Linked DNA regions of Mus musculus: all the other regions are linked to region 4. Evidence: chromatin contacts called from public Hi-C, HiChIP or PLAC-seq and promoter capture Hi-C data. All regions are on one chromosome and are shown on one strand. The core of a region is the stretch at or near the end of the contact, and the rest is flanking DNA. Distances in the headings are between cores, read along the strand shown. Region 1 holds the start of Galns (galactosamine (N-acetyl)-6-sulfate sulfatase). Region 2 holds the start of A530010L16Rik (RIKEN cDNA A530010L16 gene). Region 3 overlaps Banp (BTG3 associated nuclear protein). Region 4 holds the start of Zfpm1 (zinc finger protein, multitype 1). Region 5 overlaps Car5a (carbonic anhydrase 5a, mitochondrial). Region 6 holds the start of Klhdc4 (kelch domain containing 4). Region 7 overlaps Banp (BTG3 associated nuclear protein).

Evidence for each region. Promoter capture Hi-C pulls out the DNA fragments that hold promoters and counts their contacts. Hi-C and Micro-C count contacts between places; a contact is called where the count stands out from the background. HiChIP or PLAC-seq counts read pairs in DNA pulled down with a chosen protein or histone mark.
Region 1: a contact with region 4 is called in a Hi-C map of CD8 T cells, with 4 times the contacts expected there. The contact joins the promoter of Galns here to the promoter of Zfpm1 in region 4. A contact is called at or near these places in 7 of 39 promoter capture datasets (the C10 cell line, cranial neural crest, embryonic stem cells and 3 more), 29 of 484 Hi-C or Micro-C datasets (B cells, the Ba/F3 cell line, CD4 T cells and 15 more), 5 of 115 datasets of contacts at active chromatin or transcription factors (embryonic stem cells, extraembryonic endoderm stem cells, regulatory T cells and 1 more) and 1 of 9 other capture datasets (liver).
Region 2: a contact with region 4 is called in a promoter capture Hi-C map of embryonic stem cells, with 2.3 times the contacts expected there. The contact joins the promoter of A530010L16Rik here to the promoter of Zfpm1 in region 4. A contact is called at or near these places in 4 of 39 promoter capture datasets (embryonic stem cells, neutrophils, pre-B cells and 1 more), 1 of 484 Hi-C or Micro-C datasets (the G1E-ER4 cell line) and 1 of 115 datasets of contacts at active chromatin or transcription factors (memory CD8 T cells).
Region 3: an H3K4me3 HiChIP or PLAC-seq map of forebrain shows a contact between it and region 4, with 4 times the contacts expected there. The contact joins the enhancer-like site here to the promoter of Zfpm1 in region 4. A contact is called at or near these places in 5 of 39 promoter capture datasets (the 3T3-L1 cell line, cranial neural crest, embryonic stem cells and 1 more), 1 of 15 datasets of contacts at CTCF or cohesin (the NIH/3T3 cell line), 1 of 484 Hi-C or Micro-C datasets (bone marrow-derived macrophages) and 4 of 115 datasets of contacts at active chromatin or transcription factors (SST interneurons, embryonic forebrain, embryonic stem cells and 1 more).
Region 5: an H3K4me3 HiChIP or PLAC-seq map of embryonic forebrain shows a contact between it and region 4, with 4 times the contacts expected there. The contact joins the enhancer-like site here to the promoter of Zfpm1 in region 4. A contact is called at or near these places in 4 of 39 promoter capture datasets (cranial neural crest, erythroid cells, hippocampal neurons and 1 more), 2 of 484 Hi-C or Micro-C datasets (the N1E-115 cell line and embryonic stem cells), 17 of 115 datasets of contacts at active chromatin or transcription factors (the NIH/3T3 cell line, bone marrow-derived macrophages, effector CD8 T cells and 11 more) and 1 of 9 other capture datasets (adipose tissue).
Region 6: a contact with region 4 is called in an H3K4me3 HiChIP or PLAC-seq map of the SCID.adh cell line, with 11 read pairs. The contact joins the promoter of Klhdc4 here to the promoter of Zfpm1 in region 4. A contact is called at or near these places in 1 of 484 Hi-C or Micro-C datasets (B cells) and 3 of 115 datasets of contacts at active chromatin or transcription factors (the SCID.adh cell line, embryonic stem cells and memory CD8 T cells).
Region 7: a contact with region 4 is called in an H3K27ac HiChIP or PLAC-seq map of the NIH/3T3 cell line, with 4 times the contacts expected there. The contact joins the enhancer-like site here to the promoter of Zfpm1 in region 4. A contact is called at or near these places in 10 of 39 promoter capture datasets (the C10 cell line, the SN4741 cell line, cranial neural crest and 7 more), 1 of 15 datasets of contacts at CTCF or cohesin (the NIH/3T3 cell line), 6 of 484 Hi-C or Micro-C datasets (the G1E-ER4 cell line, the P5424 cell line, bone marrow-derived macrophages and 3 more), 14 of 115 datasets of contacts at active chromatin or transcription factors (the HPC-7 cell line, the NIH/3T3 cell line, the SCID.adh cell line and 11 more) and 1 of 9 other capture datasets (pancreatic islet).

The regions. Positions count from the first base shown.
Region 1 is chr8:122,608,968-122,613,060 of GRCm38.p6, forward strand. It overlaps Galns (galactosamine (N-acetyl)-6-sulfate sulfatase), which reads right to left and starts at 2,520. Exons shown (of 14, transcript NM_016722.4): 1 at 2,261-2,520. The coding sequence starts at 2,371. It overlaps Trappc2l (trafficking protein particle complex 2-like), which reads left to right and starts at 2,659. Exons shown (of 5, transcript NM_021502.2): 1 at 2,659-2,726. The coding sequence starts at 2,694.
Region 2 is chr8:122,761,369-122,765,050 of GRCm38.p6, forward strand. It overlaps A530010L16Rik (RIKEN cDNA A530010L16 gene), which reads right to left and starts at 1,393. Exons shown (of 3, transcript NR_151739.1): 1 at 1,286-1,393; 2 at 564-806; 3 at 1-36.
Region 3 is chr8:122,019,907-122,023,812 of GRCm38.p6, forward strand. Banp (BTG3 associated nuclear protein) reads left to right here. Exons shown (of 14, transcript NM_016812.4): 12 at 613-738. Among named protein-coding and RNA genes, the nearest start is that of Mir7237, 44 kb to the left of the region's middle. Within about 2 kb of position 2,550, at least 64 of the 459 cell types and tissues checked have an H3K27ac peak or open chromatin away from gene starts, as enhancers often do. A contact at or near this core is called in SST interneurons, bone marrow-derived macrophages and forebrain, where this site is marked.
Region 4 is chr8:122,279,737-122,283,544 of GRCm38.p6, forward strand. It overlaps Zfpm1 (zinc finger protein, multitype 1), which reads left to right and starts at 2,405. Exons shown (of 10, transcript NM_009569.4): 1 at 2,405-2,786. The coding sequence starts at 2,747. All of the region lies in intron 1 of Gm39269 (a long non-coding RNA gene), which reads right to left. RefSeq lists an enhancer at 3,019-3,262.
Region 5 is chr8:121,933,959-121,937,960 of GRCm38.p6, forward strand. All of the region lies in intron 2 of Car5a (carbonic anhydrase 5a, mitochondrial), which reads right to left. Among named protein-coding and RNA genes, the nearest start is that of Car5a, 9.0 kb to the right of the region's middle. Within about 2 kb of position 1,518, at least 72 of the 459 cell types and tissues checked have an H3K27ac peak or open chromatin away from gene starts, as enhancers often do. A contact at or near this core is called in the N1E-115 cell line, embryonic forebrain and stem cell-derived neural progenitor cells, where this site is marked.
Region 6 is chr8:121,828,083-121,831,860 of GRCm38.p6, forward strand. It overlaps Klhdc4 (kelch domain containing 4), which reads right to left and starts at 1,487. Exons shown (of 12, transcript NM_145605.2): 1 at 1,300-1,487. The coding sequence starts at 1,398. It overlaps Gm24283 (a small nuclear RNA gene), which reads left to right and starts at 2,354; the gene lies at 2,354-2,460.
Region 7 is chr8:121,988,888-121,992,741 of GRCm38.p6, forward strand. It overlaps Banp (BTG3 associated nuclear protein), which reads left to right. Exons shown (of 14, transcript NM_016812.4): 5 at 1,068-1,184; 6 at 2,641-2,816. Among named protein-coding and RNA genes, the nearest start is that of Mir7237, 13 kb to the left of the region's middle. Within about 2 kb of position 2,149, at least 51 of the 459 cell types and tissues checked have an H3K27ac peak or open chromatin away from gene starts, as enhancers often do. A contact at or near this core is called in the NIH/3T3 cell line and fibro-adipogenic progenitors, where this site is marked.

The DNA of each region.
Region 1 (4,093 bases), core at 1,270-3,769, 330 kb after region 4:
GGCCTCCCTACCTAGGTGTCCTTTCAAGAGATGGACTTAGCTTCCCTGTTGGACAGTCCGGAAGATTCTCTACCCCTTCCCCATGCTTGGCCTAGAAGTAGGCCCAAGTCAGCAAAAGCCATTGTCCCACTAAGGTTGCTGACAGTAGGTGAGCTGGGAGTTGCCTGCGGCTGGCATGAGGCTGACACAGGGCTCCCAGGGGCCAGCTTACAGACAGCAGCAGCTTTATGAAAGGGGAAGCCTGAAGCTACCTGCTTTAAGCCAGAGTGCCCTGTTGTCTACTTGGTCAAGCCAGGGATTCCCAGTGCTGCTGAAGTTAATTGAGTTCCTTTCCCGTTATTTGTATCAAAAGTCTCTACGTGACAAGACCCGGGTTTTGTACAATGTTCTGGGATTCAACTCCAAAGAACCCTCCTGTCACAGCCCCCGGGTATCCAGAAGGTAGGTGGTGGTGGTTCCTAGTCAACCACCTTCAGGTAAACCGTTGGTCATTGCTTGTCACATTCCATTACCTAAAAACCTCTCTACTCAGCTGGAGCTGCCCAACGGAAATGCACTGTGACCTTCCATGTGACTTTATTTCCTAGTCACCACATCAGAAAAGCAGTTAGGTAAGTCTTTAGGTTTGGTGGCTCATGCTTGCAATCCCAGCACTGGGGAGGTGGAGGCAGGAGGATTGCATTGAGTTTGAGGCCAGCCAGGGCTACAGAGTGAGTTTCAGGCCAGCCAACACTACTTAGCAAGACCCTATTTCAAAAAAGCAAGCAAGAGAGCAAGCAAACAAAACACAAAAAGTAAGGACGCCAAAATGAAAGCTAAGAGCACATTTACTTAACTCAGTTACCCAAAGTCTATCAGTTCAACGTTCTTCAGGAGTCTCAAGGGAGTGTCAGAGAAGACCTCTCCTCACAGGCTGTCATTTGGAAAAGAGCAGAAAACTGACAGACGAGCCTGTAGTCAGTACTTCTGGATCAAACCAGTGGAAACAAACAAACCGAGCCAGTGCGATTTGGCCCTAAAACGACTTAATACTGAAAGGCACTATATATGTATGAAATCTCTCTCTATATATAGATCTTCAGTACTGCTCATTACTGTGCAAAGTCTGCTATTAGTGACCAGGACAGGAGCCAGAGAAGCCAGACATCCATTGTGTGAACAGTCAGCATCCACAAAGAACGGGAAGCTGGAAGGGGTTTCCTGCAGTGGCTTCTGGGTGGTGGGACTTATGTACAGGACTTTTTAGATCTGTATTTTTCTTAGTAATAAAAAACTACTAAGCTAATGTTTATCAAGTGGGATGTTTACTTTCTTTTTCTCCTATTAAGTCTCTAAAATTGGAATGGCGAGATGGCTCAGAAGGTAAGAGCACTGACGAGTTCAAATCCCAACAACCACATGGTGGCTCACATCCACTCATAATGAGATCTGACACCCTCTTCTGGTGTGTCTGAAGACAGCGACAGTGTACTTATCTATAATAATAAATAAATCTTTTTTTAAAAGTCTCTAAAATTCAACTTATTTTACATATATAGCACCTCTCCATTCTGATGGGCCCACAGATCGCTAGACAGCATCCCTCTCCCCTTTTTGAGGAGGTAAGTGTGGATCAGCACAGGTCTGAAGGCCCTGCAGAGGGCTGGTTTGGCTATTAATTAGCCTCGGCCGGTATTAGCCTCTGATTTGTTTCAAATCATCCTGAACTGGATGTGACTCTGATTCTAACAATAGCCAACAGATGTCACTCCACAGTGTGTGTCTGGGGGTGGGGGGGTGGGGGTGGAGGTGGGGCTGGCAGGCTGAGACTGCGAGGAAGGCACAGTCCATCTAGTTCTGTTTGGATAGTTCCATCTGACTTAGTGTTCTACATGACTGATTTCTAAGCTTTCATGTCACTTCAGGGCGACAGATTTCTCAGACAGGGACACTGAGGGAGATATGCCCCAGGGCAGAATTCATAAATGACCACAGGCTGCACTCGCAGGTGACATTCTATGCCTGACTTTGTGGTCAGAGTTCCCCCAGAGGTCAGGCTGGAGGTGGGCACCAAGGCAGGGCCACCTGTTGAGGGGAGGAGAATGTCAGCCCGCTCTCGGGAGGGGAAGTAGGAAGAAAAGGGCCTCCCTGAACACCTACCCCCACTGCGGAAACAGTGAAAGATGTGACACCGGGCTCTGGGCCTCCCTCGGGTCACTGCTCATCCGCCGTGTGGCTGCCCTGTGTCTTCCGTGTCCCCCCGCCGCGTGGCCCCACTTACATCGTCCATGAGCAGTAGCACGATGTTGGGGGGCTGCGGAGCACCTGCGGCCAAGAGTCCTAGGGCACTCAGTACCAGCAGCAGCTGCTGGGCTGCGGTACAGGCCGCCATAGCAAACCAAGCTCCCGCTGAGGAGTCAAGACCCAGTCCCAAGCCTGCCGCGGTTCCTTTTGGACTGTAGGGCGGGCCCTGGCGGCAGAATGAGAGGAGGGGCAGGGCCACGGAGAAAAGAAGAGGGAGAGGTGGGGCCTAGGCTGTCTGAGTGACAAGGGAGTGGGCTGGGCCTTACGGGAAAGGGGCGGGACCAAGGCCGGACCTGAGAGTCTGGGCGGAGCCATGGTAGAGAGAGGCGGGCTCTGAGCCTCGGTGGGAGGAGAATGGGCGGGGCCTGCCTCCACATCGGGTCACATGATGTGGCGCACAGCCTGCCAATATGGCGGTGTGCATCGCGGTGATCGCCAAGGAGGTGCGTGAGAGGCTGCGGGCGGCGGGCGGCGGGCGGCGGGCGGCGGGCCTCCTTCCAGCCATGGTCTTGATCTTTTCAACTCTGAGCTCCAAGCCTCAGCCAAGCCCTATGATCAGGATCCTTCCGGCTCGCTTTCGCTGACAGCTGACAGCCGTCCGCCGCCAGTTTGCAGGCCTCCGCCTCCGGGTTTTGAGATCCCCCGGGAAGCTTAGCTGGTCGCTGCAGCCTGCCACCCGTCGCTCTACGCGTTCTTTTCACGGCCTCAGCTGCCTTCCGCGTCCGGTCTTTCTGCCCCGCCTTCCGGACCGTCCCCTGGCTGCCCAGCCGGCGCTATTTAAATATAAGCCTGGCGCGGCTCAAGTCAGCCTAGAATCCAAGTGCTTTTCTTTGCCTTAGGATAGTCCCCTTCATGTCTTTTGCACCCTTCTACTCCACCGTGAAGGCCTGCAAACCTCTAGACAGCATCCCTCTCCCCTTTGTACCCTCTATTCCCAACTGTCATCTTGCTGGCCAACATATATATTCATTTCTTTCCGGAAAGCTGTTTATGGATGCTAAGACAGCTCCAGAGGGCCACAATATCCTGTTGCATGAAGCCTGTATCCCTATTAGGCTTTTTCTGAGATCTGCCATTAGGGATTAGACTGCTGTGAAGCTGTCAGTATGAAAGAGGGAGTTATACCCCCAGGAGGCCACCAAAACCAAAACTCATGTCATAGGCAGCTGCTGCTTTGATAAACTCAGGAGGAGGAAGTCCAGTATCTATGCTGAAGGGTCCTGATTTGGAGACTCATTCAATGTCTCGAAGCACTGAGAACAGACCACTACCCTAGTGTGGCACGTTAAGAAATAGCTAGTGCCCCTGCTGTTAGGATGACACTACAGAGTGTGCTGGTGGTTGAGGCAGAGGTGATCCTAGGAAGAGAAGTGTCAGGGTATGTTGTTAGGCTGTGCTCAGGTTGGCATTCCGGAGTCATTTCTGCTCACTTCCTGCCCCTGTGCATTTGTCTCTACTGCTTCCACCCTCCCTTCCTCCTCCTTTCTGGTACAGGTGAGAGAACTAGGGCTTAATGCTGCGACTCAAGCACTCCACTACGGAGTTACATCTCTGGTCCCATATTGCTTTTCTTTTTGGCACTGGGAATTGGACTTAGTGCCCTGTGCATGTCAGGCAAGTGCCACACCACCCAGTTTTATCTTTATAGTCCACTCTCTGCAGACAGTCTTCCTTAGGTTCAGTTATGTCGCTGAAGGCAGCATGCCACAGTGCATTAAGCAGTAGAGAGTCATTGTCAGGCTGAGAGCACACGAGTGCTTTGACTTTGCCCTTAGAGCCCGAACTCACTGGGTGGGCTGCCATCTCTTCC
Region 2 (3,682 bases), core at 143-2,642, 480 kb after region 4:
TTCAATGAGCTCCCAGTGCTCCAGAAGCAGGAAATCCTGGGGACAGCAGACAACCAGCCAATCAAAGGTAGGCTGGTCTGCTGTGTCAGGGTGAAGGCATGAACTTGGCGGGTGACAGAGGGAGGGGGCACCCAGGAGGTTCTGCAGAGGGACGCCTAAAGGTGCTCATATGGTAAAAAGCCTGAAAGCCGCTAGATTTTCCCATCAAAATAGAGGGTCCCTTGCTCTTCCTGGGTTTATCTGAAGACATCTAAAGTCATCTCTGGCTTTTCTCTCAAGCTTTAGAGAGGGTGATATTCCTGGTTTGAAGCCAGTCCTAGCTATAGACTTCCCTGAACCCTCCTGAACAAGAGTCTCAGAACAGAGCAGGACCCTGGCCTTAAAGGGACAGTTTCCCTCATGTGACGGAGCCCCAGGCAGACTCCTCTCTCTGGACATGGAGGAGACTAAGTATGTCCCAGCTCTGGTGTCTCTCTTTTCTCCCCACTTTTTCAGAAGTATCCCCTGTTCAGAGCAGCACCCCCTTAGAATATGCTGACCTGAATTCTGAGGTCGCATCCTACCTTTCCCCCAACCAAGTGTCAGTGCACGCCATGCCTGCTGGGGCACAGGTGGGAGTGGGGGGCATGAGAAGCTTGGTGACAGCTTGGTGACCATGTGCACAGCTGGGAGCAGGTGTCCTCTGTGCTCTGGCCTCAAGCTCCTCTTCCTTCATCACAAGCAGCAAGGCAGGTCTCTGTGGGCTTCCACACCAGAGAGTGCTCTTTGAAAAGATGATGTCAGCCTCTGAAACCTGTATGGGGGACCTGGGACAACCCATAGAAGACCAGAGACATGGCTGAAAGACAAACCAAAGTAGCCAGGACCATGGCCCCAGGTGTCATCCAGGCCAAGAAAGGACACCCAGGGGGACTCAGAGACGTGGCTTGGGGACAATGAGCTGAGCTTAGTAAAAGGTGAACGTCTGTCCTGCATTCCCTGCCCACCCATCCTGTATCATGTGACTACAGAAAGCCAAGTGGCATGAGAGACACAAGTTGCCCAGGGCCAGTCTACAGGAAGGGGCTCATCCATCAGCCCTGAGTCTGACCCAGGTGCCACTGGTCCAGTGGGGGAAGGGGACACAGGACGGTCCCTGAGCTTGGCCCAGACTAGGATCTGGCTCTTGGGCCTATGCTAAGCCTCAGAGTCCTGGCCACTTTCTGGCTCTACCTCTGCCCCACATCCCGTAGTCTGCACAGCTCAGGCTTATCTACTCTGCCTCTGCCATGTAAGGGCACCTCACCTCATTTACCGGTTCTGTCAGCCTGGGCAGGAGCCAGTCAGTGGCGCATCACACACAGAATCAAGATGGCTACCTGGTCCAGCTGCCCCGGACAGCTTGCATTCTCTCAAGCTCAGTCTTCTGGCCTGCCAGTGAGAACAGTTCCAGGTTCCTGTTCCTCTCCCGGTGCAGGCAGCCATCCCCCCAGCTGCCGCTGCTTCCTCTCCCCAGGAGCTGCCAGGCCACGTGGACACCCATGGAGAAAACACTATGAGGTCTTTTCAACGGCTTTCTCAACTACACAAATCCGCCGTGAGCAGAACGCAATGCTGGGACACTACCTCAGGGACAGCCTCTCCATTGCTGCCTCAGGCTCTGTCAAACTTGGCCGGAACCCAGCCTCACTCCCAGAAGCCTTCCTGTGGCCTCTTCTGGAAGCACCTCAGGCTTCAAGAACAAGAAAAACTAGGGCCACAACCTGCTAGAGGCTCTACCTCTGCCAGACCACTCTGCTTCTGCAATACCGACCTCCCCTTTCACTCCTGTAGAAAGGCCTGTTCCTTCTAGCGCCAGATAAGGATATCACAGAGCTAGGGCTGCTATAGATTTTCATGGCTCCAAATCATAGTCTCCGTAGGCAGGCAAGAAGCCTGGGAGCTGGCTGTTGGTCCTCCTCTGAAGGGTTAAGACCTCCAGGCTGCATCTGTAGCCAGATGCATGAATAACAGAGGTGCTGTCCCCAGCCAGGCCACTCTGCAGGCCCCAGCCAGGCCAGACTTTTTCCAGGCCTCGGGCCTCAGGTTCCCGGAGGGTTACCACAACTGTTCCAGAACAGAAGCGTTCAGTGTGTGGGTGTTGGAATGTTCCACCACCGTGCCGGGTGCCCCCCACCCCCACCCAGGGGACCGGGAAGTGAAATTGCTCAGTCTGCGTTGGGTGTGGCAGTCTGGGGTGGGGGGTTGGGTGTTTGACTTCACCCGGAAGATTATTATCACGGGAAGTAAGGCGGCCGGCCTATTTTTTTTTTCTTTTGAGACAATATCTTGCTACGTAGCCCAGGCTGGCCTCAAACGCGTGATCCTCCTGCCTGGAATTACACATAAACATCACCATACCCTAAGAATCGTCCTCTGGAGCCGAGGACAAATGTAGTACTAGCCCATGGGCTCCTCAACCGAGAGGGACTCTGTGCCGGCCTGAGTTTCACAACACCCTCCGCATCTTGGTTGGTCTTCTTTGAGACTCCCTCTGAGGTGGACCCTGAGGGTCAGCGGAGGAGAGGGAGAAACTGCATCTTGAACACGTTGGAAGCTGGCTTGTTTGAGACATCCCCCCACCCCTCCCGCGTGCCCTTTATAATGGCACACCTAGGTGTCTGTCCCAGCCCACTATGGTGACAAACAAAGCTGTCTTCCCCTGAGCTGAAGAAAGTTTTGTTTAAATATTTATTTATGCTGGAGAGATGGCTCAGTGGTTAAGAGCACTGACTGCTCTTCCAGAGGTCCTGAGTTCAATTCCCAGCAACCACATGGTGGCTCACAACCATCTGTAACGGGATCTGATGCCCTCTCTGGTAGATAGATACAGTGTACCCATATACATAAAATGAATATTTATGTGTGTGCACTCTAGTGTACGTGTGACAATCAAAGGACAGTTTGCAGAAATTGTCTCTCTCTGTTCAATCCCGTGGGTCCTAGGGAGCCAATTCAGGTCATCAAACTTGATGGCACGTAACCACCGAGCCAAACAAGAAGCAGTTTTCTGTGCAGTGGCCAATAAGATGGGCAACAGGCACATTGAGCAGGGCCCTGCCCTCCTGTACTGGCTTCTGCACCATAGTGACTGGCCTGGGCATGTGGTAATATCCCTGTTCTCGTGATATCCCTGTTCAAGTGATAACCCAGCAATCACTTGCCCAGCTCTGAATGGAGAGGTGGCTGCAATGATCAACTCACTCCAGGTCAGAAGCCAGAAGCAGAGATGAGTGCAGCTACAGCATCCAAGCTATGTAGAAATGGAACTGTGGCCCCGGGTTAGAAATCTTTCAGCGCTGAGACCGCTACTGCAGAGCCCACCGGGGCCTCAACCCTACACAGCCCCACTCTAGGGTTGTACAGCACCCGGGCCCTATCTCTGGTTGGTTTCCGCTTACTGCTCATGACTGCGGAATGAAAGTTAAGACACCTGTCTCAGTTACTTTGCTGTCACTGTGATAGAACACCATGACCAAGTGTGACTTAGGGAGAAAGGAGTTCGTCTTGATTGTTGGTTCTAGAGGAATAAGGGCCCATCATGGTGGGGAGACAGGGAAGATGGCAAGCAACAGGCCTTTGTGGCAAGAGCAGGAAGCTGAGAGATCACATCTTTTGCCACAAGCAGGAAGCAGAGAGCGAACCAGACGTGGGGCACAGCTTT
Region 3 (3,906 bases), core at 1,300-3,799, 260 kb before region 4:
GATCCCGTAGCCAGGATCCAGGCCCCACAGCCTCCTCACTGGGAGACAATTTGTAAGCCAGGCCTGGTAGCTTCTAGTCTTTGAAAGCCATGACTTTCTAAGCTTTTTTCCAGCTGGGAATCTTGCTTCCATTCATTGATTGGTTGGTCAAGTTACACCTTTGTCTTAATATTGCAAATTCAGGTTTTCCTACAGTATAACACCTCACGTCTCAGCAGCTTCGCGTTTCATATAGAAAGTGGTTTTCTTGGCAGTGCTGGTAGGACAGCGCTGCTGAGCAGGGAGGGTGTTGTTTGCTACAATCAGCACAGCAGAGTTTTCTGGGAAACTGGTTCTGTGATTGCAAGAGTTTCCTTAAATGCAACTGCAGCTACTTTAAATTCATCATGGAGGAACCTGTAAAAATGTAACATGATTGGGGAACTGGTTATGTCATAACTCCTAACTTGGGGTTTCCAAATGTGGCCTGGCTTCTGAGTTACCAGGAGATAGCAAACCAGGCAGCCACAGTGTATCAGCACCTCTCCTTTTCCTACCTCTTCCCCACAAGGTGGGATCTGTGGCTTGACAAGTCCCTGCAGAGCCTATAGCCCCCATTCTGATCTCTTCCAGTCGTGGGGCCTGTGCCAGAATCCCATTCCTGTCAGCGGTGACTCAGTGGCCCAGGCTAATCCCTCCCAGCTTTGGCCTCTGGGAGGAGACACACTTGATCTGCCTGCTGGAAATGAAATGATCCAGGTTTGTAAGTGTTTCTTGTCGGGAGATGTGGGTGGCCTGACCAGTGTTTTCCAGGGACCTTGAAAGAAGGGTCAGGTCAGAGCTCTGGACAGCAGGCACGTCCTGCTTGCCATAGGTCCTTACAGAGCCTGTGCCACACACTAAGCCCAGGCTTACAGAGGCTGCCACAATGACTGCCACTGTCTATGCTGAATCCCACAGAGGCCTGAGGCTAAGAGCTTGCTTGGGCAGCCAGAGACATCAGAGTGGAGGTGCATGTTAGGGGTTTGGCATTGCTGACAAGGTCACTGTGAACAGGCATGGACTTTACATGCAGATGTGTGCATGTGCACATCTATGACCACATGTGTCTTAAGACATGTGTATAGGCATACGAAACAATTGATGGCATATGAAGACATATGGCTTGATGAATGGCCATTAAGTCAGGCCCATCTGCTGAGCTTGGAGCCTTCGTCCCACGGAGCCTTTCATTCTTGGAGACAGGGCCATTCTGCTATTGCAGCAGTTCTGGTGTTTGTGTCCTTTCCTTCCTTCTGAAGCTGCTGCTTCTGCTGTTCAAGGAACCCCCCCCCCCTCCCACTGCCTGTCCTTGGGTTACCCTGGTGGATGGCCCAGGGTAGGTCAGGGGAGACAGCCAGGTACACGTGGGCCAAAGATCCTCCATAGACACTGTCCTGTCTGTTTGACCTCAGGTTCTTGCAGTGAGACTAGGAAGCTCCGGGGACTCAGATGCTGTGTGGGAAATGTTCATCTGTCTGTAGAGCATGGCTTCGCTAGCCTGCAGGGTTGGCAGAGAAGCATGTGGGACCCAATAAGATCCACAAGAACTGCTGAGTAAAGAGAGCAGGAGGTATTCTGGGTAAATGCAGGGGAAGAGAGAGCCCAAGCTGCCCTGCCTACCCATGAAAGGTCAAGAGTCTGGAAGAGCCAAGGCTCTAACCAAGTCTGCCACCAATGGCCGTCCCCAAACAGGAGCTCTTGCTTGCTCTTTCCTAAATATAAAATTCTAGGTTTTGTTTCACGTTGACCTGCTTGGTCAGATGAAGCAGAGCACCAGGCCTGGAGAAATGTAGTTCTGAGCACAGACGATGACCTTGCCTACAAGTCAGTGTGAAGGAGAAACCCAAGGGCTCTGTCAGTGACTCTTAGAAGACTGGATCATTGTACTCTGTTCAGGCTTTTCCCTCTGCAAGGGGCCTAGCTTAATCTAAAACCAGGAGCCTTTACTGTCAGCCAGCTGTTGGGCAACTCAGCATCTGTTGCCCTGCTCTGCTCTGAAGAGGGAGGGTGTGGCCAGTAGCATTGTGCAGCAGCTGTGCCAGAGTGGGTGTGGAATAGGGAACGCTGAGGTTTTGGGGGCAGAAGTACCAGGCAAGTGTTTATGTGGACTTTTGAGCTTGCCTGGAAACCAGAGCCCAGATGTGTGTTTGCACACCCTCTTTCCTTTTAATTAACCTGAGTTTAAGCACCTAGAGAGGGCCGAGGGCCAGCTCCCCTGTGTTTGCATAGCCCACTGCCTGTCACCATGGCCCATGGAGATTCCTGTCCTCCTATGCCCAGATGTTGACATACAGAAAAGCATCAGTAAGCAGGTTCAGGGAGGTGTGTCTGGAGGGCTGTCTGTGTGCAGGGACAGGCTGTCACTGCTGCTGCTGTCTCTTGACTCTTCCCTGAGCAGAGTCTGTCAGGTCCTCCATAGGTGCGCGGACTCACACTGGAAGTGAGATGACCCAGAAGCCACTGCACTCTCCAGGAAAGAGGTAGAGCGACCACTTCCCAAAGACATGCCAAGAGTCCTTAGGAAAGAGCCACTTCCTGATTCTGTCACTGCAGCCCATCTGACGGAGTTCAGCAGCAGTTGCCAAGGGGACAGCTATATTCAGTCTTTTGGCAGTCATTTCCCCAAATAGTTCTCACTTTTTCTTAGCTATTCAAAAATGTTAAAAAGGGCTTTTCAGTCATTAAAAAAAGTACCCCCCCCTCAATATTTTCCCACTACCGTGAACCTGAGTGTGTTTTCGTTTGGCAGACCCTCATTAGCATAAGAGACACTGTCCTCGATTGCAGTGTGTCCTTTAAAAAGGCACATGTCATCTGACAGCACAGCTCTTCTTAGAAGTTGACTGGGTGTTTGTGCTGCTGTCTCTGCTTGTGGGGAACCACATGGTCTTCTCCATACCAAAGGGTGGTGTGCCATCATGCCACAGGAGCCTCCAATATGGGCATTCCGTCCACTGCTGTTCTTGCCTGCCTGGGACTGTACAACACTGATGAGGGCGGGGCCCATGGTTCCTGGCAACTGTGAAGGAGCAGATGGAGGCTCTGCATTGCCTGCCTCGAGCCCCCTGCCCAGTTGTGTGAGCACCAGGTGTGGTTTGTGGGAAGTGAATCAGTGGTAAGAATATCCAGGGCTGGGGTCACCCCAAGGGTCACCCTGAGTTTAGTCCCTCCTCCAGGTCCATTCTGAGGCAGGGTCACTAGTTATACAGGGTCAGGATGCTGGAAGGATGCAGCTAAGAAGGACCGAGGGGTCTGTTCTGTAGTGACTTGCTCCTGGTGTCTCTGCTTATACCCTCCCCACAGCCTGTTTACCTCTCACTCTCCCCACCACAGTAGCTCTTCCCTTCTCTCTCTCTCTCTCTCTCTCTCTCTCTCTCTCTCTGTCTGTGTGTGTGTGTGTGTGTGTGTGTGTATACGCACACAGAGGTGGATGGTATCCTCATCTGTCTTTACCTTTTTCCTGAGACAAGCTTTCTCACTGAACCTGCAGCTCACTATTTTGGCTAGGCTGGATGGTGAGCTAGCTCCAGCAATCTTCCTGTTTGGGTTACAGGCTAGCTCCAGCAGTCTTCCTGTTTGGGTTACAGGCATACACAGCTGCCCTTGATTTGTGTGGATGCTGAAGCTCCAAACTCACGTCCTCATGCTTGCATACAAGCAGTCTACCCACCGAGCCATCTCTGCAGCCTCCCTCTCCTTTTGCTTCTCTATCTAAAGTTATTGGCTCCACATGGGCTCTGTCCAGGGCTTTGTTAAGCTCTTCTGCCGTCTTCAGTGTGCCCGTGCAGGCTTCAAGTTCTAGCTTATTTGTTTTGACACGGGCTTTAAAAGACTAATGCCTGTGTGTCACAAGGGTGTTTCTGCAAGACTTGAGTGTGAATGTGG
Region 4 (3,808 bases), core at 1,155-3,654:
GCAGGCTCTAGGTTGCTAGCTAAGTATGTCCTTCTGTCCCAGCCTGGGCTATGTATACATAGCATCATACAAGTAAATCAAGTCGGGCAAAGAATGGCCCCATCTCACCTTCCTGCATCCCAGGAAGACATTACTAATCAAAAGCCACAGTTTTCTCTCATGACTCTCAGATGTCCACTCAACGCTGCTCTTATCCAGCACTTCCAGCCTGAGTGTTACTTACCGAGTACCCAGCCTCTCACCATATGCCAGCCTCTAGTCACCTCCCAGGACTCCCAGACCCTAAGCCTCATCTCCTTGTAAAGTGCTCTTCCCTTAAGAAGATGGAAATAGACAAATTATGCCTTGTCCAGTTCGTAAGCATCTTGGGGCTACTAGACTGAGAAGACCCAGCCAATGTGGGGACCCCAGCTATAGAAGGATGGCTCCTCTGAGAAGAGCTAGAAAGCCAGACAGCCTTGTACAAATCTTGGATCTGGGCCTTGGTGTTCCTGTATGACCAACAGAGGGGGCAGCATTCAGTCCCACTAGCCAGTCCTGCACAGTGCCCTTCACTGAGTGTACAGGGTGTCAGGGAAGAGGCGACCACCTCTCTCTTCTTTGCAAGGACCTCAGTATCAGAAGCTGTAAAGAAATAGGTCTCATACCCAGAACGCCTGGTACCTGGCATCTGGCAAACTTCCAAGGGGACATGGATGGTGACAGTTGTACCAACCGAAGACTGCCTACCAGGTAGGTGGGGGACCATGTGTCTTCTCTGTGGAGACCTTTCTGATTCTCTGTGTGCTATGAAGAGAGGCAGTAGACATCAACGGTGCCCATTTGGTTTGCTTTGGATGAGGACATGACCCCATCCGAAGCTGCGTTGATCTTGTGCATGTCTCAAGTTTCAATATCCTCACAGAACAAGAGGCACATTCTTGACCTGGGTCTGGAGCACACTGCGTGGGCACTGGAAACCTGCCTCCTTAGGCTGTGACAGCAGAGGAAGCTGGGGGAATGGGGGAACACCTCCTTGGCAGATGTTCACTGTGGCATCGGCTGCGGTTAAACAAGGCCAGCTGACCTCTGGCTCCTCCCGGATTTCCGGGCAGGTCTGAGTTCAAGAAGGAAAAACCTGAGGTTCCCTCCCCTCCCCTCCAATTAGGCATAAGACTGAACCACTTGAGGCTACCCACAGTCATCGGAAGCTGCAAATCTCATACTGAAGCTTCCTTCTGGATCAGAGTCTCTGTCAACTTTCAAAGTCCAGCAAAAATTTAGTGTCCAGGCCTCGGGCATCCAGACCCCACTGCTGGCTCCCTGAAAGGCACAGCTTCAAGGGGCAGCACAACTTAAGCCATGGGGGCGGAGCTCCAGAGCGGAGGGGCAGGGCCAGACAAGCTAGGGGCCTGTGCCGCGGGGCTGCTGCACAGGTCTCCAAGGGGCAGAACAGGTCTCCAAGTCCTAAATAGGCCTGCGGACATAACCTCAGGAAACTACAACTAACTAAGAAGGCTAGAGGTCTATCTAGAAACGAGGGTGGGAATTCGGGACAAGGCCGGCGCGACCTGGGGCCAGCCCAGGGGCCAGCCCGGAGGAGGTGAGGACAAAGCTGAGGATTGGACAGACGTGGGCAAGGCCTGTGTTGGGGGCGGGGAAGGACCAGGCCTGTGCGAAGGACTACGGAGCAGAGGCGGGGCCAGGGAGAAGGCGGGCCTACGGAGGCGTGGCGAAGGCAAAGAAGGAGGAGACGTGGGCGGAGCCAGCACCTGGAAGGGCGGGTTGTGGGCGTGGCCAGCAGGGTGGCAAGGAATACAGGGGCGGAGCCCGTGGGAAGGACTAGTAAAGGGGCGGGATCAGTTTGAGGACAGCTGAGGCTGTGCTCTTGTGAGGAGGACGAGCAAAGGGAGTCAACAAGAGAGTGTAGCTGAGGAGCAGGGTCACTGTGAGGGCGGGGCAGGGGCAGGGACAACGTGGGGAGGACAACTGATAGGCGGGATCAGGGTAATAAGGTTGCTGAGGGACAGGGTCGACGAAAGGAGGACGGCTGAGGAGCGGGGGTCAATGTGAGGAGGACGGCTGAGGGGCGGGGTCAACGCGAGGAGGGACGGCCGAAGGGCGGGACCAATGTGGGAAGAATCGGCTGAAGGGCGGGGTCAGCGCGAGGAGCACAGATGAGGGGTGGAGCCAGCGCGAGGACAGAAGGCCCGGCCCAGGCTGGGTGAGTACGCGGAAGTCGGTGCAAGCAGAGAAAAGACGAGCGCTAGTTTGGGGCGGGGCCAGTGGGAAGGACGGCCTGAGGGCGGGGTCAGCACGGGTGGGAAGGCGCTACCGCGGAGGACGGTCCGGGGCGTGGCGAGAGGCGGGGCCCGCCGCCAGCTACGCGAAGGCCCCGCCCGCCTGGCCAGCCTGCGGGGAGCGCCCTGGCGGCGGCCGCCGGTTCGCCGCTCGCGGCTCGCAGGTTCCATTGAGAAAAGCTGAGCGGCGGCGGCGGCGGCGTCTGCGCCGGAGCAGAGAAGCCGCCACCAGCCCGCCGCCCGCCGGGCAGTCCGCGCGCCCGAGCGCAGGGCCGTGGCCTCGGGCCTCCGCGGCGGCGCCGGCGGCCCACGCGCGGCGCGGCGGGCTGGGGGCGCGGGCCGAGGCAGCCGTGGAGCCCGCGGGCCGGGGGCATGAGCCGCCCCGCTACCCCGCCGCGCCCCTGCCGCCCGCCGCCGCCCGCCAGGGGCTAGAGGCGGCCGCCGCGAGGGCGCGCGGCGCCGGAGACATGTCCAGGAGGAAACAGAGCAATCCCCGGCAGATCAAGCGTGAGTCAAACTTTGCCCGTGGTGCCCGCCAGACCCCCGCTGGCGCCCCGCCGCCCCGCGCCGCCCCTGCGCGGCCGCCCAACCCCGCTGCGCCCGCGACCTTCACCCCGCGCCGCGCCCCCCGCGCCGAGTGCCAAGCGCGCCGTAATCTAATCTCTGCCGGCGGGCAGGGCCCCCGCGTCTCAGCATGGGCACCCAGGGGGTCCGGGCCCCAGAGAGGGTGGCGGGTCCCGAGAGCCGGAAGGAGAGTGTCTGGGGGCGCGGCTCCAGCAGAGCCGGGCCACCTCGCAGCCTGCACCTCCCCCGCATCCGAGATGGTGCGGCGATAGGGCGGCCCCGATCTGGGCTCAGATAAAGTTTAAAATATTCCATTCTGCAAGTCCCATCCTGATAAGATCGCTCTGTCGGGACGGGCTGAAATTGTGATCTTATCTGGCGTGCTTGACTCTCCCAGGCTTTGTATCTAGAGGCAGAAGGAGAAAGACCTGGGAGTAAGGGGGACTTGGGACTGCGGGGACCGGCCGGCGCCCACCGCAGCGCTTTGGCTGCAGAGCGACAAGGCAGCGGAATAGGTAGTGGAGGCTGCTCCAACCTAGGCATTTGGCACTGGCTGACCAAACCCCCTTTATCCGCTCCGGCTCTGGAGTTTTCGATCCGACCTCTGCCTGCTGGGGGACATGTGGAGATCCGACCCACCAACTGCCCCTAACAACGCTACACGAATGGATGCCCATGGGCACCGCTCTCTCCACCTCCATCCGAGGGGTTATCCTGAACCATCCAGGGACCTCAGGCACTCAAACGTTGTTCCCGAGTGAAGTTTCTCGCAGGTTCTCCCGTGGGCACTTTCCCGAGCAAGGCAGACCCTATAATCCTACATCATCCGTGCCCCCCTACAGTAAGACCCTCCTGGGCTCTTGGGGCTACCAGGTTGCGGGGCCTCTTGGCTGCTCTAGGAGCGAGTAAGCACACAGGAAGAGCTCCTCCCCACGCCACACCAATAATAACTTCGCGCCTCTCCC
Region 5 (4,002 bases), core at 268-2,767, 350 kb before region 4:
TCCAGTCAGGCATGGTGCAGGCAGAGCTGAGAGTTCTACAGTGGCACACCTACCTCAACAAGGCCACACCTCCAAATGGTGCCACTCCCTGGCCCAAGAACATACAAACCATCACACCCTCCATCTTTGGGACCGACACAGCACCTGAAACAGACACTGCTTCTCCCAGGGCAGGACCTTTCTGTAAGGACATTGGCAGACACGTCTTCAGAAAAATCGTGCATCAAGAGCCAGGCCTGGTGGCACACACCTGCCATCCCAGGTCTCAGGAGACTGAGGCAGAGGACATTTTGAGTTTTGAGTCTCATAGTGACTCCCAGTTGGTTTCAGTGAGTCCTAGTCAAAAGACCAAGAAAGACAAAGAAAAAAAGATGGAAGGAAGAAAGAAGGGAGCCAGCATCCCCTAGAAGAGGCTCTTCTGAGTACTTGTCTCTCCTTGGCTTTATGAAACATCTTGAATTCACCAATCTACACCTTCCTGGTCAGGCTCAGGGATCCATCCCTGGAGCCTTCTCTCTAATGGAGATGCCCTAGAAGGCATCCCACTTAGCTATGACCGTGGAGGGCTATCTTGGAGCTTGGGGTCTGTTGAGAGACACGGTAGAGACCAGAAAAATGAGGAAGGAGGCCTGGCTGCTGCTCTCCTTGCCTCATTTCCAGGTCACCTGTCCAGGCAGGAGCCTCCATTTGTCTGGTGCTTCCTCTTGGTTTGTTTTGTCAGGCAGGGCCTTTCTCTGACCTGCAACTGGTGACCCCTGGTGGACAGAAGTAAAATCTGAGAGCTCTAAGTTTACAAGCTGACCCTGGGAGTCAGGCCTGTGGTGGCCAGCAGCAGCAGTTTTGGACTTGGGCTCCTTTGGGATCTCTTGGCTTTGGTGGCGACTGTCAGTTGTCACCTAGAGGAGCAGAGGCCATGGTGGACTGTGAAAATATTCGGGGAAGTTTTACAGGCAAAGCCTGGGGGCTCTGGCAGCCCCCAGCAAGCTAGGCTCAGCCCCTCCTCCCTAAAATCCCACTTAAAGATATTTTCACAGATCATACAGAGAAAGGAACTGTTTTCAGTGTTGCCAACAACCACCCTTGGGACCTGACAGGAGGCTTGGGTTTAAATATGCAAAGAGTATAAATATGCAGAGACTCTGTGACCTACCCAGCAGTGACCTTCCACTGTCTCAGCTCATCTCTCTACAGGGGGGGAGGGGGAGAGTTTGGGGGGAGGCTGATGCCAGGATTCAGCCTTTCCCTTCCTGTGTGGAATTCCTGGGGAAAATATAATTCTCTGTTGTGCTTTGTTTCCACAGTCTGATGGCTGAAGCATCCCCTTCAGACTGTCTTCTTTCTTTCCAGGATTGTTACAGAGTAACTTCAGCGGCAGCTGTTCTCTGGGCATCACCAATACATAGTTGCTTGTACTGACTGAGTAGGTCTTAGTGACCACATCCACTGTGACCAGAGAAAGCCCACCCTGAGCTCTGGGCTAATGTCTGCTTCCTGCTTCTTGGCGGTCCCTCTAGTGGACAGCATCACAAGGGCATGCAGCCAGCACTTGGCTGGGACCACAGCAGGCGAAGAAGAGGTCCTCTGCTGAATGCTTAATCCTTTGGCAGGGTTCCAGGTACCCAGGTTTTCAATGCCTCCTTTCAGTTCCGTGGAGCCAGCCTGCGACTTCAGTAACAAAGGAGACTGACGGTCTGGCTGATCTTACACCATCCACCGGTGAGTAGAGTAATACTCTCTCGGATACACACACTCTCTGCTGCCCATGGCCCAGTTTGCTGCTTGGAGCATCATTTCATGCTCCCCCCAATCTCATCCCTATCCCCAGGAAAGAAGATGAGCCACCTGCAAGTGTGAAACTTACATGGTGAGCTGGCTCACGTGGGGCTCAGCAGTGCTGAGCCTCCGGGCCTGGCTGCTATGTCCGGGGTGGCTCCCCTTCATCCCTCTGTCCTCTGCTTCCATCTGTTTCTCTCCACCATCTCTCTGCTGCCCCCCCCCCCAGGCCTTTGGATTGGTGGTCTTCAGCCATTTGAATGTAGTACCTGCCTCTGCAGTTCATCCCTCTAACAATCTACAAGAGACTGCATCCCTTACCTCCTGGAAGGCTTCCTCTGCCTTCTCTGACTTCCTGGGCAACTGTCTGATGCCTCCTGATGGTTTGTGACTACAGTTGCTGGCACTTGGCAAAACAGAGACCCAAACAATCACACTTTCCATAAAACTGCCTCCACACCCCGTGCCTCCCATCCACTTAGGTACCTCAGGAGACGGACACTTCTGCTCTTTCTTTTCCATCCAGTTTTCCTTTTCTTTTCTTTATTTGTTTTAAGTGGAAGGTTCATTTCCTCATTCTGGCTGGAAACTTTTCTGTGGTGTCTTGCCCTCCACCCCCCCCCCCCTTGGCGTTTTCCATCCTCTGCTCCTGATTTCCGATGGACTCAAATGGAAGGGACAGAAAAATGTAGAAAGCGAGCCAGGCGAGGAGGGAAGGCGCAGGATGGATACAGTGAAAGCAGACTGGCCCGGGCCGATGCGAGCCAAGGATGCGCTGTTAGTTTATGTGATGGAAGACACCCAGATGGTTCTTTCCATCTGTCTGCGCAGGGTGGGGAGCATCCTTTTGATCCAGATGAGGAAGGTGGTGACGCCAGGGGTGGGGTCAGGCTGAGGTCAAACTGGAAGGCTGCTGTCCACCCACAGTGCAAGGCTGCGGGCCTTGGAGCAATCAAGTTATGGATGAGCCAAGGTCAGCGGGGTTAAGAGAGTGAGGATCCCTAACAGTCGGCTTTCTCTCCCCAGCCACACTTCTGGGAGCCAGGCCTCGATGTCCCGTGAGAGGATACTTTCCCCTCTCTCGTGCACATTTTGCTTCAAGTCAGGGTCACCCTTAGGTTGGCTGCACACTGGTGGGAACTGCTGTGCTTGGCCATCAGCAGTGGAACATGGAGCCATCACCAGAGCCAGGACTATTGACAGACCTCTCTTCTCCCAGGGTTCTTTTGGGAGGTGGCGCCAACCAGAGGCCACCCCATTTTGTTACCTCTAGGAAATCCACCCAGGGAGTCATTTGTCACCCTGGACCCTGCTGTGCTAGGCTTTTCTGGATTGACACCAACGATGTTCCCTCTTCTTTGCTTAAAATGGCTGTAGTTTCTGCAGTGCACAACCAAAAGAAGTCTGAACTGACAGGACAAGCAGCTCCCCGGGGAAAGAGCCTGAGATTAAAGCCCTAGAATGGGGCTGGAGGGATGGCTCAGTGGTTAAGAGCACTGGCTGCTCTTCCAGAGGTCCTGAGTTCAATTCCCAGCAACCACATGGTGGCTCACAACCATCTGTAATGGGATCTGACGCCCTCTTCTGGTGTGTCTGAAGACAGAGAGAGTGTCCTCACTTACATAAAAAATAACATAAAATAAAATAAATACATCTTTAAAGGCCTAGAATGTCCTGGAACTTTAGCCCTGGGGAGGTTGAGGCAAAAGGACCAAGAGATCAAGGTCAAGAGGTGAGGCTAGTCTTGGGGTGGGAGGAGGTGAGAGTTGGAGTAGGTGGTGGTGAGTTAGGGGTTGGGGGCTAGGAGGTGGGGGGAGAGTGAACTCAGAGGTGTGAGACGGAGAGGGGCCAGTAGAGGCAGTAGATGCGACCAGCCAGTCCTGACCCCCAGAGTGACTTGAGAATCATCTCCCAACTCCATCACCAGAGAACCCTGGAACTTGAAGGCAAAATTTGCAACAACCATACCAAGGTGAGCAACACGTCTGCAGGATGTGGCTCTTATGCCCCTGCCCAGCCCCAGAAACCCCCCTGCCAACCCTCACCTGCCTTCACTGGTCTGTTTTTTTCCCTCTATCCTGGGAGGGGAAAGGTTTCATCCTCATGACTCAGGTGACTGCTGGTCAAACACTTTCTCCCCCTCTAGTGAGCACCACCTCCCAGTTCTGCTCAGGGTCCCCTTTGTCGAGTCTGTGACGTCATGGAAGAGAAGAGCAGCAGCTGTGTTAG
Region 6 (3,778 bases), core at 237-2,736, 450 kb before region 4:
TGCTGTGATCAAAAGCAACCGGGAAGGAGAGGGTTTATCTCACCTTACAGCTTACATTCCATCCTGAAAGGAAGTTAGAGCAGGAACCCCAGGGGCAGGAGATGAAGCAGAGACCAAGGCGGATAGCTGCTTCTTGGCTAGTTTGCTGTAGCTTGCTCAGCTTTTTTCTTAACGACCCAGTGCCACCTGCCCAGGTATGGGTTAGATCTTCCAATACCAATCACTAATCAAGACAATACCCCCACAGATTTGCCTAGAAGCAGGTTTTTAAAAATGCGTTATTTCATATGTGTAGGCGTCTTGCCAGAATGTGTGCCTGGTGCCCACAAAGGCCAGAGACCTGTGAGCTCCCAGATGGGTCCACAGAATAAAACCTGGATCCTCTGGAAGAGCAACATATGCTCTTAACAGCTGAGCCATCTCTCCAGCTCCACACAGGCCAATCTTATGGAGGTATATTCTCAATTGAGGTTCCCTCTTCCAAGGTTATGAGGAGGGGAGCCCAGGAAGTCCTGTGCCTGGCAGACCACTGAGCTAAACGTGGCCATCAAAGCTGCCTCCATAGTTTCTTGGGTCAGAAAGCCCTAAGACAACAGCAAGCACGGTGCTTGAACTTCCGCACAGATCCACCTGTAGGTCCTGGGATAATCAATGCCTATAAGAATATGAGTGAAGGTCACAACCAAATGTCCTGAAACACCGCAGTTTCAGTGACTTGTCTGGTTACTAAATCCTGCTGATGGTGGCACGCCTTTAATTCCAGCACTCCACTCGGGAGGTAGAAGCAGCGGGAGTTCTCTCAGTTCAAGACCAGCCTGGTCAACAGAGTGACTTCCAGGACAGAGAAACCCTGTCTCGAAAACCAACAGACACAACCCCCAAATTCCTACTCGTGGCTCACTCCCTGAGGCTGCTGGAAGAAAATCTGCTCTCCTTTTAGGGCTGGGGGCTGGGGAGTGGGGACAGGCGCAGGACCGTTACGGCTTTACTCCCGGAACGCAGACCTGGACCAAGCAGGAATCACCCAGCTTCACTTCTCCTCTACTAAGCCCCACCACGTTGCTTTACTCTGCCCACAGAAAGGTAAGCACGCGGAACCGAACAGGACAGATCTGGTCTTCCATGGAAGAGAGGGCGACCGGATAAACGAGGAGTTTCGGGACTGCAAAGGGACCCGAGAGAGGAGAGGCCCGGGGGCACCGGGCTCGGCGCAGGCCCGAAGCCACCCAGGGACACCGGGCGCAACCCCGCCTCCGGGTCTCCCGCCCGCGATCGCACGCCGCTCCGGGCCCCGCTCACCTCCTCCTTCCGCGAGCGCTTGGACACCTTCTTCTCCATCTTGGCGGCCGTCTTCTCCGCGCCGCGGCCCTTCTTCTCCTTCTTTCCCTTCTTGCCCATCGCGCCGATTCGGAAGCGGCGCCCGGGAGACAACCGGAGGCAAATGAATGATGATGTTCTGCCGGGCCGGAAACGAGCGGCGCGCTATAGGAGGCTCACTTCCTGTCCTTTGCTCTGGTGTTCCGTGGAGCAGCCGATCCCACCAGTACTTTGGGTCCGTCTCGGGCCGCGTGAGTAGGGAGCCGCTCCGCTGGCACACCAGCAAGCTGCGTGACTCTAAACGAGACGCGAGCATGTGGGATGCTGACCGCCTCATCCCACAGAGGAATTTCCACGTACTTAGGGATTCCTGACATGAATTAAGGCAGCCCTCTTTCCCTATCCCATGTAAAATGTGCCAGGACCTGTCAGGCCCTCCCGCAGTGCCTTTGCCCTTCTGCTGGCGATGCTTCACTGGACCAGCATGTCCCTCCATTGGGAGACCCGGGCTGGTGATGGGTATCTGTACTCCCGACGGTGCTTGATTTACGGTCTGGCAGATACGTAATAGGAAAATATGCTCCCGGGTTTGACCTAAATGGTACAGTGGAAGAGGGACCCGCGGTTTTGAAAGAGCAGAGTGCATTGCCTAGAGGGTGTCGTCTTTGAGCTGTAATCAAGGAATGGCGCAAAATAAGGACAAGGGCAAGCAAAATACTGGCAAAGGGAACACATAGACGAGGAACTAATCTTCTTTCTCGGTGGGAACGCTGCCAAAGCACAGCCTTTAAAGAAACTGCCTTGGATCGGGCCAACCACTAATCATTGACGCTCTGAGGAGGCGGGAGCTCCCAATTCAGTTCCAGGTTTTTCCATAAACCTAGTTCTTAAGAAGAAAACTTGCTTTTGAGGAAAACAATGGTGTTGTGTGGTTTCTTTCTTTCTTTCTTTTCTTTCTTTTTTTTTTTTTTTTTCCTGAAGAGATACACAGAATCAACTTTTCACCCCAAACAGGACGTCAACAGATAAAAGAAATGTGCTCGCGTTGGCAGCAGATATGCTAACATTGGAATGATACAGGGATTGTTAGCATGGCCCCTGCGAAAGAATAGCACGCAAATGCATGATGCGTTCCATCATTTTTCTTATGTCTTTTTGGAGACAAGGTTTCTCTCTGTAGCTTTGGCTGCCCTGGAACTCACTCTGTAAAGCAGGCTGGCCTCGAACTCACAGAGATCTGCCTGCCTCTGCCTTCCGAGTGATGGGATTAAAGGTGTGTGCCACTGCCCAACTTCATTCCATACTTTTCAAAGATGAAATTGAAATTGTCTTCAGAAAGCTCATCTCAGCTAGAACCTATCTGTAGAGTTATCCCAGGTGTGCATCCCTTAACAGCCCTATCTCACTCCCAAAGGAAAAGCCAATCAGGGGGTATTTTTACCATCCAAAAGCCGCTGTTTGTGTTTGTGGTGGTAGGGTATCAAGGTGGAGTTTGGTGAGGGGAAAGAATCTGATTAAAATATATTTTATACAAACACACACACACACACAAACCAAAAAACAGCTGGGCAGTGATAGCACAGCCTTGAATCCTGGCACTCAGGAAGCAGAGATAGTTGGATCTCTATGAATTCAAGGCCAGCCTGATCTATAAAGAGAGTTTCAGGACAGCCAAGGCCACACAGAGAAAACCCTCTATCATAAAAAAATATAGATAGATAGATAGATACATAGATAGATACATAGATAGATACATAGATAGATACAAGAGAGAGAGAGAGAGAGAGAGAGAGAGATCTAAAAGACCAAAGAAATTATTCCAAGTCCAGTAGCTTGGACTCAGTAGCTTGTTGAAGTACTGAGTTGTTTGTTTTGATTTACAGGAGCACAGGTGACTCGAAGGCAGCCACGTCTCATAAACGTCTCACCTAGCATGGGTGGATGAGGAATTTATAAACATTGTATCACTGGTACCCAAGCCACCTCCCACCTCCTGTACAGCCTGGCACTAAGCTCCTGGCAGCTGAGGCGGCTGAGCGAGGAGCGGTTGGAGTCTCTAGTGAGAGTCTGTGGTCGCCCCTTCCTTCTGCAGGAGAAAATGAAAAGACCCAATGTTGTAAGAGGCTATTAACATTCTCCACTGTTCGCAATATATAGCACTGTTCCTTCTTCAGGGCTGAAAGGGAAAGTATATCCTCTGCGGAAGATTTAGAAAGATCTGGAAGTTGCAGGGATTAATGCTTTTATTATCTGAAAGAATCTCAAAGCTAAATTGGGAAGCTCTTAATACAGGTCACAGTGATTCACCAGAGGTTAAAATTTTCATTACTAGGAAAGACACAGAATAAAACTGCTTTGATTTATTTCCTCCCTCCCCTATTTTCTTTTTTGGCTGTTGTTTGTTTTTGTTTTTGTTTTTTTACGACAGGTTTTTCTGTGTATCCCTGGCTGTTCTGAAACC
Region 7 (3,854 bases), core at 899-3,398, 290 kb before region 4:
TAACTGGCTGCATCAAGTGGCGGTTCCTTTTAGCCCTGGCTCTTCACAGTAGTCCACACTAGACAACTCTGCCATGCTCTGAGTTGACATGAGGAGTGCAGTGGGAAGGAGCCTCTGAGAGCCATGTCCCGCTCGGTCACACCCTAGTCCTGCCTCCTGGGCGTTGCTGAACCTGGTGACTCTTGGGCCCTGGTCCATTCTCTCCTAGAATTTCTCCTCAAACCTAAGCCTCAAGGCCTCCTGTTGTGGTTGTGCACTCTTTAGAGAGCTGTGGGTGGCGCGGGAGCACGTTTCCCTTTGCTGCCCATGGGTTGGTTGGCTGCCCCACTCTAGAGGGCAGATGTGGAGTGACATGAGGAGGGTAGCTATGAGACCAGCATGCCGTCTCAGTTTTGGAGGGATGCGGTTGAAAGTCGCTGGGGAGCTGAGCTGGTTCAGTGGGTTAGCTCATGCCTCTGCAAGCACGGAGGTCTGAGATTAAATCCCTAACACTCTCATAAACAGCCAGGCATGGCAGTGCATGTCTCAGCAAGGGGACCGGGACAGGCAGATCCCACGCAGGCTTGCTGATTTACCAGCCTCGCTGAATGGACTAGGTTACTCTTCAGTGATAGACCTTGTCTGAAATGAATGAGGCAGTGGAGGAAAACTCCCGCTCCCTGCTCTGGACTCTGCACACAACTCCTATGCATGCAGTGCACACACGCACCCCACACATACACATCACACATTACACACCCAAGGGGAAAGTGAAGAGGATCCTGTTTCCATGTAAACCTGTTGCTGAGATGGCTTGCAGGTGCGTAGGACAGGAGGGTGCCTTAGCCTGTCCTGCCCACTCTGTTAAATGTTCACAGCCCACTCTGCCCAAATTATGCATTTGGGCCAACCAAGAATACCAACCAGCAGGAAGCTGGAGAAGCCCAGCTCCAGCTTAGCTGTTCTGGCCTGGGCTCCGCTTTCCGCTGCGGCCCCAGGAGCCGACCGTGTTAAATGATGCATGTGCTCTGACAATGAACGTTGTGGTTTTAAGGTCTTCTTTTTCTTGTGATTCTTTTGTTTCATAGCGTCGTCCCCCAGACTACAGTAATACTCAACAATGATCGGCAGAACGCCATTGTAGCCAAGATGGAAGACCCATTGAGCAACAGGGCACCGGATTCCCTGGAAAATATCATTAGCAAGTCAGTAGCCATCACCACCCCACCTCCCCTGCCACTGCCATGAGGATAAGTGAGCATTCCTGAGCCAGGGTTCAGTCTGAGCACATGTCCATGTCTGTAGTCACAGGGTCCATTCCGTTAGCAGCCACCATAGTTTTTAGGTCAGGAAGGGCCAGCCTGGTGCTTAGCAATGGTGGGGTGAGACAGTCCAAGGGGTGGGCAGCTGTGAGAACCGCTGGGCTGGATCTGGTTTGTGAAGAGGCTCGATAGTTAGTGCGTGTGGTCAGCTGACCACCCCATCTGCCTGCTCTGCGGTTGAGCCTCTCCTCAGTTGGCAAATGATGTACTTGTGTCGAGTTGTGACTTTTTCTCTCATCCCCATCTTTTGAGATGTGTTGAATGGAACTTCCATCAGAAATGAAAGTGTACAAGAGCCATGCCCCGTGGGGGCCTCTGCCCGTGGCTCTGTCACTGCCTCAGGAAAGCTTGGTCACCTTTAATTACTGGCAGTATTCTCACAGATTCCTGTCTTGCTTTTTTTCTCTGTGGGGTGTAGCTCCTTCCAGCTTTGTTCTGGCTTCTTGTCCTGGACCAGTTCTCTAGGCAACAGGAGGCCTAGGGCTGCTGTGTGTGCTGTGTGGAGTGCTGGAGGCCTGCCACTCTGTTGGGGCGAGGATGTGCCTCCTGGCCCGCACTGAGGCCACGGGTGTGGAGTGTTGAGGAGCCAGTTCACCGTGGGTAGTTCTGTGGGGTCAAGTTCAGGAAGGGCCTCCTGCCTCTGGGGCTGGCCGGAGTTTTAAGGCCCCTTTGACTTTGCTGATGGGAGCTAGAGCTTTGCTTCCTCTGTGCTGTGTAGTAGTCATGGTCCACAGTGTTAACAGTCATTCAGAAAACAAATCAGTCCTGGGCCTTTTGAGCACTTTCTGCTGCCAGCTGTTTGGCTGCTGCTGCACTTCAGGGCCTGCACCGAGAATGGCTCCCAGAGGACTCCTGGCATCCTCATGGCCTTGGAAGTTGATTCTAGGGTTTGTCTGTGGGAGTCATAGGGAGTGTGGAGGTGTTTTGGAGGCTGAGTCATCTTGGGTGTCTGACAGCGTGGGTGATGATGGATGGATGGAGATTCTCTGACACATGATGACCATTATGCATGTGAGGATGGCCTCTAAGATCTGGAAGCCGGATTCTAGGCTGAGTCTCAGGGAGTTGTGGTTTTACTTATTTCGTGCTGTTCATATTTTTAAGCAGTTGCTTTATATTATGTGTCTTCTTGGTCTCAGACTTTCTGTGTTACGTTGCTGCTCATCTCCATGGAGGGTGTGTGTGGGGACATACCGCATGTTGGGGGACCCACCTTGTACATTGGTCCATGCTCAGCTAGACACTGGGATAAGTCCACATAGCAGCGGGAGTCAGGGCTATCTCAGTGTACCACTCATGTCCTCTCACAGCCTGGGCTGCTGTGTTTGTTTCCCGCCAGCGCTGTTCCTGGGCGTCGGCAGAACACCATCGTGGTGAAAGTGCCTGGTCAGGACGACAGCCACAACGAAGATGGGGAGAGCGGGTCAGAGGCCAGTGACTCCGTGTCTAACTGTGGCCAGCCAGGAAGCCAGAACATTGGAAGCAACGTCACACTCATCACCCTGAACTCCGAAGGTGCGTTCCTAGGACTGTCATAGTTGTGTCTGTGTTGTTCTTCTGGAAGGGGTGTGGCTCACTGTTGGCAAGAAGGGGGTGTGGCTTACTGTTGACAGGAAGAGACAGTGATGAAGAGAGTTAAGCAGCTGGCATTCCACTGTGGCTGCCAGCACCTGTGCCCGTCTCCCTGCGCCTGTGCCTCTCTCAAGTTCCTGGCATGTCTGTGATGGGGTTGCCTTCTTGGATGGCCTGCTTCCTGAGGAAAAGTAGCTTTCATGACCATGCCCCTGAGGCCGCCACTGTCCTTGGCATTTCTCTGTAGGCTTCCAGAGGCCGTTGCTATGCTTAGGGTGTACAGTCTTCTTGGGTTGGGCTGCCTCTGTGTTGGAGATCTGCGAGTAGCCAGGAAGATCAATGCGGGGGCTGCCTTCCCTCGGCTCCTCCCCGGGATTTCCTGGGGTCCCCATGGTGGGGCAGGCTCTTCTTCCTTGAAGAGTCTGAAGTACCTCCTTGCTTCTAACTAATTTACAGGGATGTTTCGAGAAAGGAAGGAGCTCTGACTGACTGAGCTGTGTGCAAATCCCACGCATAGACTTTGTGTACCTGTGAGAGGCTTCTGTCTCCTCATCTAAATGACTGGGTTTTCCTATAAGCGCTTTTTTTTCCGATTTAATGAAGATTTTGCTCTTAGGTATGTTACTGTATCTGAAATTGCAGTGTTAGGAGTTGAAGCTAGGCACCACATACTGATGGTTTTACAGTTCACGGTCTAGCAGTTGCTAAAATGGAGATTGTCGTTCCCAAGAGTTTGTGTGCTAAGAGTTTGACCGCGGTCATGGCTCTGTTGCTCAGAGGTAAACCTTCCATGGGGTGAGCCACTGAGGCAGTTCCTGAGGAGGAGTGGGGCCCTGGCCCCATGTGGCCTTTCCTTTTGTGTCTCAGGTCCACGGGATGAATAGCCTCCTCTACCACAGGCTTCCTCCATGATGACTGGCTCCCACAGGGCCAGTGACCATGGACTGAGGAAAGCTTTCCTCCTTAGAAACTATCTGTCAC